Regions from separate parts of the Triticum aestivum genome. Here region 1 is linked to region 2. A link is a contact called in public Hi-C data. All regions are on one chromosome and are shown on one strand. Each heading gives the region's core, a stretch centred on a gene start, on an enhancer-like site or on the middle of the called end of the contact. The rest is flanking DNA. Distances are from core to core; before and after follow the strand shown. Region 1 holds the start of LOC123132560 (cation-transporting ATPase HMA5). Region 2 has its middle 340 kb from the start of LOC123132560.

Evidence for each region. A called contact is a pair of places that touch in the nucleus more often than the background predicts.
Region 1: a Hi-C map of leaf shows a contact between it and region 2, with 6 times the contacts expected there. The contact joins the promoter of LOC123132560 here to the enhancer-like site in region 2. A contact is called at or near these places in 2 of 5 Hi-C or Micro-C datasets (both in leaf).

The regions. Positions count from the first base shown.
Region 1 is chr6A:148,737,429-148,741,833 of IWGSC CS RefSeq v2.1, forward strand. LOC123132560 (cation-transporting ATPase HMA5) reads left to right here and starts at 1,285. Exons shown (of 9, transcript XM_044552389.1): 1 at 1,285-1,651; 2 at 2,313-2,927; 3 at 3,191-3,620; 4 at 3,845-4,170. The coding sequence starts at 1,367.
Region 2 is chr6A:148,393,302-148,397,576 of IWGSC CS RefSeq v2.1, forward strand. It overlaps the pseudogene LOC123132559. Among protein-coding and RNA genes, the nearest start is that of LOC123132560, 340 kb to the right of the region's middle. Within about 2 kb of position 1,715, at least 2 of the 8 cell types and tissues checked have an H3K27ac peak or open chromatin away from gene starts, as enhancers often do. A contact at or near this core is called in leaf, where this site is marked.

The DNA.
Region 1 (4,405 bases), core at 35-2,534, 340 kb after region 2:
ACTCTTTATAAGTCCTTTTTGTTTGGTTTAGATATGACTAAAAGGAAATTTTTTTATGTCTCTATATCAATAAGTCCCTGTAAACAAACATCCCTATTCCCACCGAACCCACCGTATGTAGGCGTGGCCGTGCCATGAATTGAAGTCAACAACGGGAGAACGTCTCTGTCCCGCGTGTTCCTCGAGGGAAAGAAAACATCTCCATCGTCGCAGCATGATGGGCTCGCGGACGCAGAAAAAATCTGCTACATCCCGAGAGGATCACATCGGCTTATAATTCTAAGCTATTTTCTGGATTGGACTGGATCGATCGAAGATGGTATGGTCCCCATGCCATGCATCGACCAAGGCTATTCCCCTGCCGCTGAACCGATGAACAGATCCGCGCGTTCCCTTGTTTGCTGAGACATGTTGTTTGTTGTTTATTGTTGTGATCCAAAGGCAAAGGCGGATGCAGTACTATACAAGCTAGGAGTATACAGGATCCCAGATCAAATCAGAGCGGACACTGAAGCTTGTCTCCTTGAAGCTTCCCTGGCCTGTCAAAACTGGACGGAAATGCGCCAAGATAAGAAAAACTGGCAAAATAAAAGGAACCAGTCACTGGACACGAAGGATGGAGCGAGCAGCTCAATCGCCGAGTCATCTCCACGAAGGATGGTGCTGCTGTTTCCCAGTAGGACTGGTGTTTCTTAGTAATAGGTCTCGCGAAATCCCAGACACACGAGCAGATGGCTGAAAGCGATGGCATTATCAGCAACCAGCGATCCGAATGCAAGGGCGATCGACCCGATCTTCAAAAAAAAAAAAAAACACACGGGCCAAAGGACCAAATTGGATTTCTGAAAGAGTCAATCGCTCTGAACAAAAAATACAGCGGACATGCATGCGTATGTATAGGCCTGACGCAATCGCTGGCTGCTTCCGGCGAGTGATGGAGAGAGCTCATGCTTTGCAGTGCGACTTTGTGTACGCCGCTAGGATTGATCTGCAGCATACTTGACGCCGAAGCCTTCAACGTTGACGCTTTCGTGACGACAAAGACGCATTCTTTCATGCAAGGAGATAATCCAATCGTATGGACGATCGAGTCAAACCATATCACAAGGAGATTATTAACGCCAGTTTAACACCCCCGGATTTGCCGGCTTACCTACCCACCAAACCGGCACTATCCGCAACATTTTCAGAAACGCCCCCAGAATCCTCGCGGAATCTCGGAGCCACCCCTCACGTCTCGCACTATTACACCCAGCGCCTTTCCCGGCCTGCTCGGTCGGTCTCTCCCCCCCCCCACATTTTGCCATTCCCCTCCGAATTATTGCCTCGCCTCGCCTCGCCTCGCCACCCCCCGTCTCTGACGGCCATGGCCCACCTCCAGCTCACGGCGGTCGCCGGCGGCAGCGACGACGACATGGAGGAGGTGGCGCTGCTGGGGTCCTACGGCGAGGCGGAGGGGCCGAGCTCGCGGACGGAGGAGGAGGAGGAGGCGGGCATGCGGCGGGCCCAGGTGCGGGTCACGGGCATGACGTGCTCCGCCTGCACCGGCGCCGTCGAGGCTGCCCTCTCCGCCCGCTGCGGCGTGAGCAGCGCCGCCGTTTCGCTGCTGCAGAACCGCGCCCACGTCGTGTTCGACCCCGCGCTCGCCAAGGTTTGCTTCCGTGTGATCCCTCCCCCTCCGCTCCCTCCCTCGCCTCCGCGCGCGCGCTGGAGATTTGGCCTGGGATCGCGCCCCTGCGGTGAATTCTTGCGCGGTGGCTTCGAGTTTGTAGGATTATAGCGCTCTTGTTGGTAATCAGCAGCGGAATTGGTCAGCTCGAGGCGGGAAACTTAGCTGCGTTTTGTCGGTTATGGTGGTTAGGAACTTAGGATGCGAAACGAACACTCACAACTCGTGCTGTATCTGCTTCATTTTCGGCTCGCCTGTCCTTGTTCTAGCTGGCTGTTCCGATTGATCAGTCGTGTGGGCTGAGTTTATGGGACGCTCTGCGTTGCTTTGTCGGGAATCAAGTCTAGCGTGTTTGATAATCATGTGGTAAAGATACCAGTTAAATTGTAAAGGTGCAGTCCTAGTATTGGATCATAACGATTTTCAAGTAATTTAACTGGTTCCCCAACAGGACCATGAAACACCTGTACTGTAAACTTGCAATTGCAAACAACCTCTGAAAAAAAAGTGATGTTAGGTCTGTTTCAAAGATCTCAACTCTCCACGACGTTGCCAACCTGTAACCTTTCTTATTTAAACTAACTTGCTTTTATATAAAGTTTCTGAAATGGACCCGACAGTGTTTGTTGTATGTTGTATTCAGGAAGAAGACATTGTAGAAGCAATAGAAGATGCTGGGTTTGAAGCAGAAATCCTCCCAGATTCTGCTGTTTCTCAGCCAAAGTCACAGAAGGTTTTGTCAGGCCAATTTAGGATAGGGGGGATGACTTGTGCTGCCTGTGTCAACTCAGTTGAAGGGATCTTAAAGAAGTTGCCAGGTGTAAACAGAGCAGTTGTTGCATTAGCGACCTCATTAGGGGAAGTTGAGTACGATCCGACTGCTATTAGCAAAGATGAGATTGTTCAGGCAATCGAGGATGCTGGTTTTGAAGCCGCACTGGTACAAAGTAGTGAGCAAGATAAGGCTTTATTAGGTTTGATAGGATTGCATACAGAGAGAGATGTAAATTTATTGTATGATATCCTGAGAAAAACAGAAGGCTTGCGGCAATTTGATGTAAATTCTGTACGGGCAGAAGTTGAAATTACATTCGATCCAGAAGTCGTTGGTTTGAGATCGGTTGTGGATATTATTGATATGGAAAGCAGTGGCAGACTGAAAGGCCATGTACAGAATCCATATGTACGGTCTTCTTCAAATGATGCACAAGAGGCTTCGAAAATGCTTCACCTCCTTCGCTCCAGCTTATTTCTAAGTGTAAGTTTTTATCCCTGCTATCCTATTTGTTTATGGTTTTTGTTGCCTCTCTAGTTCAGTCTACATTTTCCTCTGGTAGCTATACCCTTATGCCAGTTGTGACCGTAAATAAATAGCAAGCCCATCTGATGTGTCAGATTGATTTTATATAATTGTCACTATTGCATACAATTACTACTATAAAGAGATAATATAAAGTAAAATTATCATGAGTTGTTGTTTTACTTGCGTACTGACTTTCTTTACTGGTTTCCTTGCACCAGATTCCAGTGTTTTTTATGCGCATGGTATGCCCTCACATATCTTTCATTAACTCATTCCTACTCATGCACTGCGGACCATTTCGTATAGGAGATCTGCTCAAGTGGATGCTAGTGAGTGTAGTACAATTTGTTGTTGGCAAACGTTTCTACATTGCAGCTTATAGGGCCCTTAGACATGGCTCTACAAATATGGATGTATTGGTCGTTCTTGGCACAACTGCGACATATGTGTACTCAGTTTGCGCGCTTCTTTATGGGGCATTCACTGGATTTCATCCTCCGATGTATTTTGAGACAAGTGCAATGATAATTACATTTGTGCTATTGGGGAAGTATCTTGAGGTGCTTGCTAAAGGAAGGACATCAGATGCAATTAAGAAGCTTGTAGAGCTGGTTCCTGCTACAGCTATCTTGCTTCTGAAATACAAAGGTATCTGATTCCTACTTTATGGTAACTTAGCATGCATACACCAAAAATGGCTAGCAGTTCAGAAAGCTCATGTCTAAGTGATTTACATATAGTCCCCTTCTTTTTATGTTTTTCGTTGGATATTAGTAATTAACTGATTGCTTAGGATTGCAGCCTTGCATCCATACTCTTGCATTTTGATTGTAGTTGCACACATCAACTCATAGCACTGTACCTGAATCCAGATGGAAAATATGCTGGAGAAAAGGAAATTGATGCATTGTTGATCCAACCTGGTGATGTCTTAAAAGTGCTTCCTGGTTCAAAGATTCCTGCTGATGGCATTGTCACTTGGGGTACAAGCCATGTTGATGAAAGTATGGTAACTGGTGAATCTGCGTCTATCTGCAAGGAAGTGTCCAGTTCAGTAATTGGAGGCACCATGAACCTAAATGGCATCCTTCACATACAAGCGGCGAAAGTAGGATCAGGGACAGTTTTGAGCCAGATAATATCTCTTGTTGAGACTGCCCAGATGTCTAAAGCACCTATTCAGAAGTTCGCTGATTATGTGAGTGCACTTGTCTGTTTATGATGTTTCTGAGTTATAAAAATTATCTCTGTTATAATCTTAAAATTGTAAAACATGTTTCTGGTCAATTTCATTACACTTCTGTCATTGACGTAAGTGCTAAGGATGTATTTTTATTGCCTTATAAAAAGTATATTACTCATGTCAGATTTCACACAAACTGTTTACACCTGGTTGGTTTTTATCAAGTCATTAGTTATTGAAAATCAGTTTA
Region 2 (4,275 bases), core at 465-2,964:
GCGATGGTGGAAATGAGACTGTGACGTTGCAGTAAATTATTATTTTGGGTAAGGTGGAAAAGGGGAGCACAATCACAAGTTTGGAAAGGCCCCTTTCCAGCAAAGGGAGGGGGGAAGGCGGCAGTGCAGGAGCATGGACGCAGCGGTGAGAATTCACCGTGTATTGTAGGACTATACCCATTTCCAGCGAACGGCCAAGGGGGCGGTGAAAATTCACGCAAAATTTTCGACCAGGTTCCATCCCATCACATCAGAGTTCTACCCATGCCGGCAGAAGCTGGCCAAATTAGTTGCGATGAAAAGGAAGGGGTTGGGAACCGGCAGGAAGAGGACAAGAAAATTCATTCCTCTTGAGGCAAAAGAGATCAAGAGGATCAAGAGGAGGAGCAAAGCAAACCGCATGCAACAGAATTTATTTTTAAATTAGAAAGGCCATTTCTACTATATTTAATTTTTACCCTATCAATTTACCGAAGAAGAATAATTTGGCAGAGAATCCATCCAGCTGCAGCTGCCATGATTAAATTAAACTAGGCAGTTGCGATTTATGGGGCTGTTGCTTTATGCAGATTAGGTGAGGTGAGGTGATGGTTACATACTACGTACTACTACATGTTGCAATCGCCATCCTAATTCGAGGCCCTGAAAAGTGGCGTATGACCAAGAACTCGCAAGACGACATGGACAAGGACCCGAGCAAGTACAGGAGAGATTAGCATGGAATTCCAAAACGAGAGGGGAGTTCTAAGCTTCAATAATACTCCTACTATCTTAGACAACCACTAGTAGCTAGATGGTGGCCAATAGCAATAGGGCATCACGCGTCCGTCCGTCCGGGCTTAAGCCAAATCTAAGCGAGGAAACAACAGCTCTTGAAAAGACAGCACAGGACAAAACAAAAAGCAATTGGGATGGGTCGATGGATAGATAGACACACCTCCTCTTGGCCTATCTAGTCTGTGTAGCGGCTACCTTGTGCTAATTGATTCATTAGTTTAGTCCAATTCGTCCGGCTACTACTAATTAAGCCCAAACAAGGTAGATTAACTGAGGCATGCAGCACTGATCCTTTGATGATCTCTTCTAGCCTGCTGACAAAGGAAGCAGATCGAGGGCAGAAACTTTGCAAGAAACATGCGAATCGGAAGAAGAAGAGGGAACTAATAAATCAGAACAATTGTACCCAAAAAAAGCATGCATGCAGCAAGAAAATCAACCAATTAAAGAAGATTAACCGTGAGTTCGGGTAAGGCGGAGGATGAAGAAACGAGAGCGATGAGGTATGGAGTCGGACCTGTAGGAGTGGGTGGTGGCGGTGGGCGGGGGCGCAGTGCGGGCAGATGCTGGTGCAGCAGGCGAGGCAGAAGATGTTCTTCTCGTTCTTCCTGCGGCTCTCGTGCGCCTCGCACCCCACGAAGAAGCTCTCCTCCACCAGGCCCCCAACCCACCCGGGCACCCGCATCCCCATCTCCCCCTCCCTCCCCGCCTTGCTCTCTCTCACTGCCTCTTGACGACTCTCTCTCTCTCTCTCTCTCTCTCTCTCTGTGTGTGTGTGTTTCTTGGCAATTCTCCTCTTGGTTGGTCTGGTTTGGTTTGATCTCTCTTTTGTTTTCTTGGCAGGCCAATTCTGTCTTCCTGTCTGCCCTCCCTCCCTCTCTCTGGTTCAGTGGTGGTGGTGGCGCGTGAGGGCGGGGGTGGATGGGGATGTATGTAGATGTGGCTTGTCTTGTTGCAGCTGCGGGGGTGGAGAGAGGAGAGGGAATGTGCAACGAATCCATCCTTTGGGGGGAGCTATTTATAGTGTGAAAGGGATGAAGAACGGATGACGATGATGGCGACGACGCCTCCTACAACTCGTTGGGGGTCTGGCCGTCACGGTGCCATGCTACTAGTACAAGTGTTGGTTGGATGCGTTCCTTGTTTGAGCAAGGGGAGGGGGGATCTCCTCTCTGGCTGGCATCCACTCTCCGTGTCAAAGCGAAATTCATGCCCTGGTTGGGTGATTTTTTTGGGGGGCATTTTGGTCACCGGGTTCATGGTTCAATTGTGTGATATACTAGTACTTTCTCGTTTTAATCCTTTCAAAATAAACTTGGTCTGCTACTCTCATTTTCTTGTTATTACCGCTCCATGGCTTGTGAATTACTTCCTCCGTTCCTTTATATAAGGTGTATTTTGTTTTTGATAAAATTCCATAATATAAGTTGCATTTCTTTTGATTCTATAAAATTTCGCTTTTAGACCTCTAGGATAAAGGAAAGTATCTCTCCCCCAATTGTATGTATCTTTGCTTGTAAAGAAAAAAAAAGGGAAAGTATATATCTCCCGATTGCGTGTATCTCTTACTTTTCTAGGTTAAATGATTTACTTGCCACCAATCAATGATTCAGCCAAAGTTAATTTTGTCTTAACTTGTGAATAATTATGTGCCTTGGCCGCCATGCCAAAATGTATACACCTTAAGTAAAGGAATGGAGGGACTATATCTGAGCACAGAAATATTAGTTGAGCTCCGGGGAAAAATTGAGATGATTTTCTTCCGTTTCAGATTACTTCTAGTTGAAGATTTATTTTCCACCCTTCTAGTCCAAGGTTCACAAATACTATAAGATATTTTGAATATTTTAATATGGCCTTCCTTTGTACGAACTGAAATGAGTGATTGAACAAACTGGAATGTTTTTATATACATCTATTTATAAAGAAAAATGCAACTACTTATATTTGTTAACGAAGGAACTAGTATTAGTGGAGCTCGGGGAAGAAGAAGAAAAAAAAATATTGAAATGGTTTTCTTCCGTGTGAGGTTCCTTCTAGCGGAAGGTTAATTCCCCATGCTTCCAGCGGAAGGTTCGTTTTTCCACTGCACCAGGGTGCCATATCGCCATGATGCATGGAATCTCAATAACATGATGGCCATTTTACAGGCAGCTCGTGGCGGCACTATGCTTGGAAGGGGCATCTATCCTACACGAAATGTAGACAAGGAATATGCGCCCAGGCACAGTATAGTGATCCAATAACCGGACCATGATTTCTGGTCGTCTCCTAAACAAACGCGGAGTTACTTTCTGGTTCAACCTTTCGAAATCTCATCTCGTTTTGCGTCATGCCGTCCTTTCATCCCATCTCCAAATCACGTTTGTTTTGGCCGCTTCTTCTCTCCACTTTGCTCCGCTGGAAAAAAGGCCTCTGCTTTTTATCGCCGGTGCTTTGCCGCGGGGCGCTCCTACTCGTACTCGTGTACCGCCCCTCTGTTTTTTCTCGCCTCTTGTTTTGCATGGCCGTTTGGCTTTTGGTCCCTTTCTTTTCACCCGGCCTTGGACTGTAGCGGGTGAGCGAGTCCTTGGCGGTACAGCTGCACGTCGCGAGACCAGATGAGATGGAATGATGATATTGTACGCGTGATTGTGGTGTGGTTGTGGGGGTGCGTGACGTTGCCGGTTTGCGGATTTGAATGGTTGGTGGTTGTTTTCGGGGAGGCAGGGGCCGGCTGGGCGCAACAACAGAAAGAAAGCGTGGAACAGTGCTGCACGTACGTACGTACGTGCGTACTGCAGACGAGTGAAAAGTGATCGGAATTGGCCGTCGAATGCGCCCGCCATTTATCTGGCTCGTCTTTTTCTTGAATCATGACATTATCCCTCCCCTAGAAGAAATAAAAGACTGCTGAATCGTCAATTGTGCAGCGGCACATGGCCTAACTGCTGAAGCGGCACGGACATTCCCAGAGCACAACGCATGCGGTGAGGAAGGGAGTGGTCGTCGATCATAGACGGCTTGCTGGTACGTACGTACGTACGTAGGAGTACATGTGTGATGGAGTGACCGATCTGGCGTGACGGTGAGAGAGTAGCCATCCCACGCATACGAGTAGCTGCAGCAACCCATTGTCCTCCTTCCCGCCTTTGTGCTTGTCCACAGAATGTGCCTACTCCGTAGAGTCATGGCGACTCAAATCCCATCACCCCTGTCCGTCCCCATGTGTGCGCGTCGTGTTGGTTCTGACACGGCTAAAATGGATTTGAACTAGCAGGAAACTGGGAGCTGGCAGCAGCACACTTTTGTTTTATTGTACAAGAAAAATGGTACGTACAGTGTTGTTTTTCTTTGATGGGTACTTCCTCCGTTCCACAATATAAGCTGTGCTATTAGCATTTTTATTAGAGCATCTCCAATAACATGTGTATATTTAGATGTCTATATAGTCATATAGACAATGGTCTAAAAAAATACTCTCATATACACGTCCAATTTTGCATCAGAATGTCTATA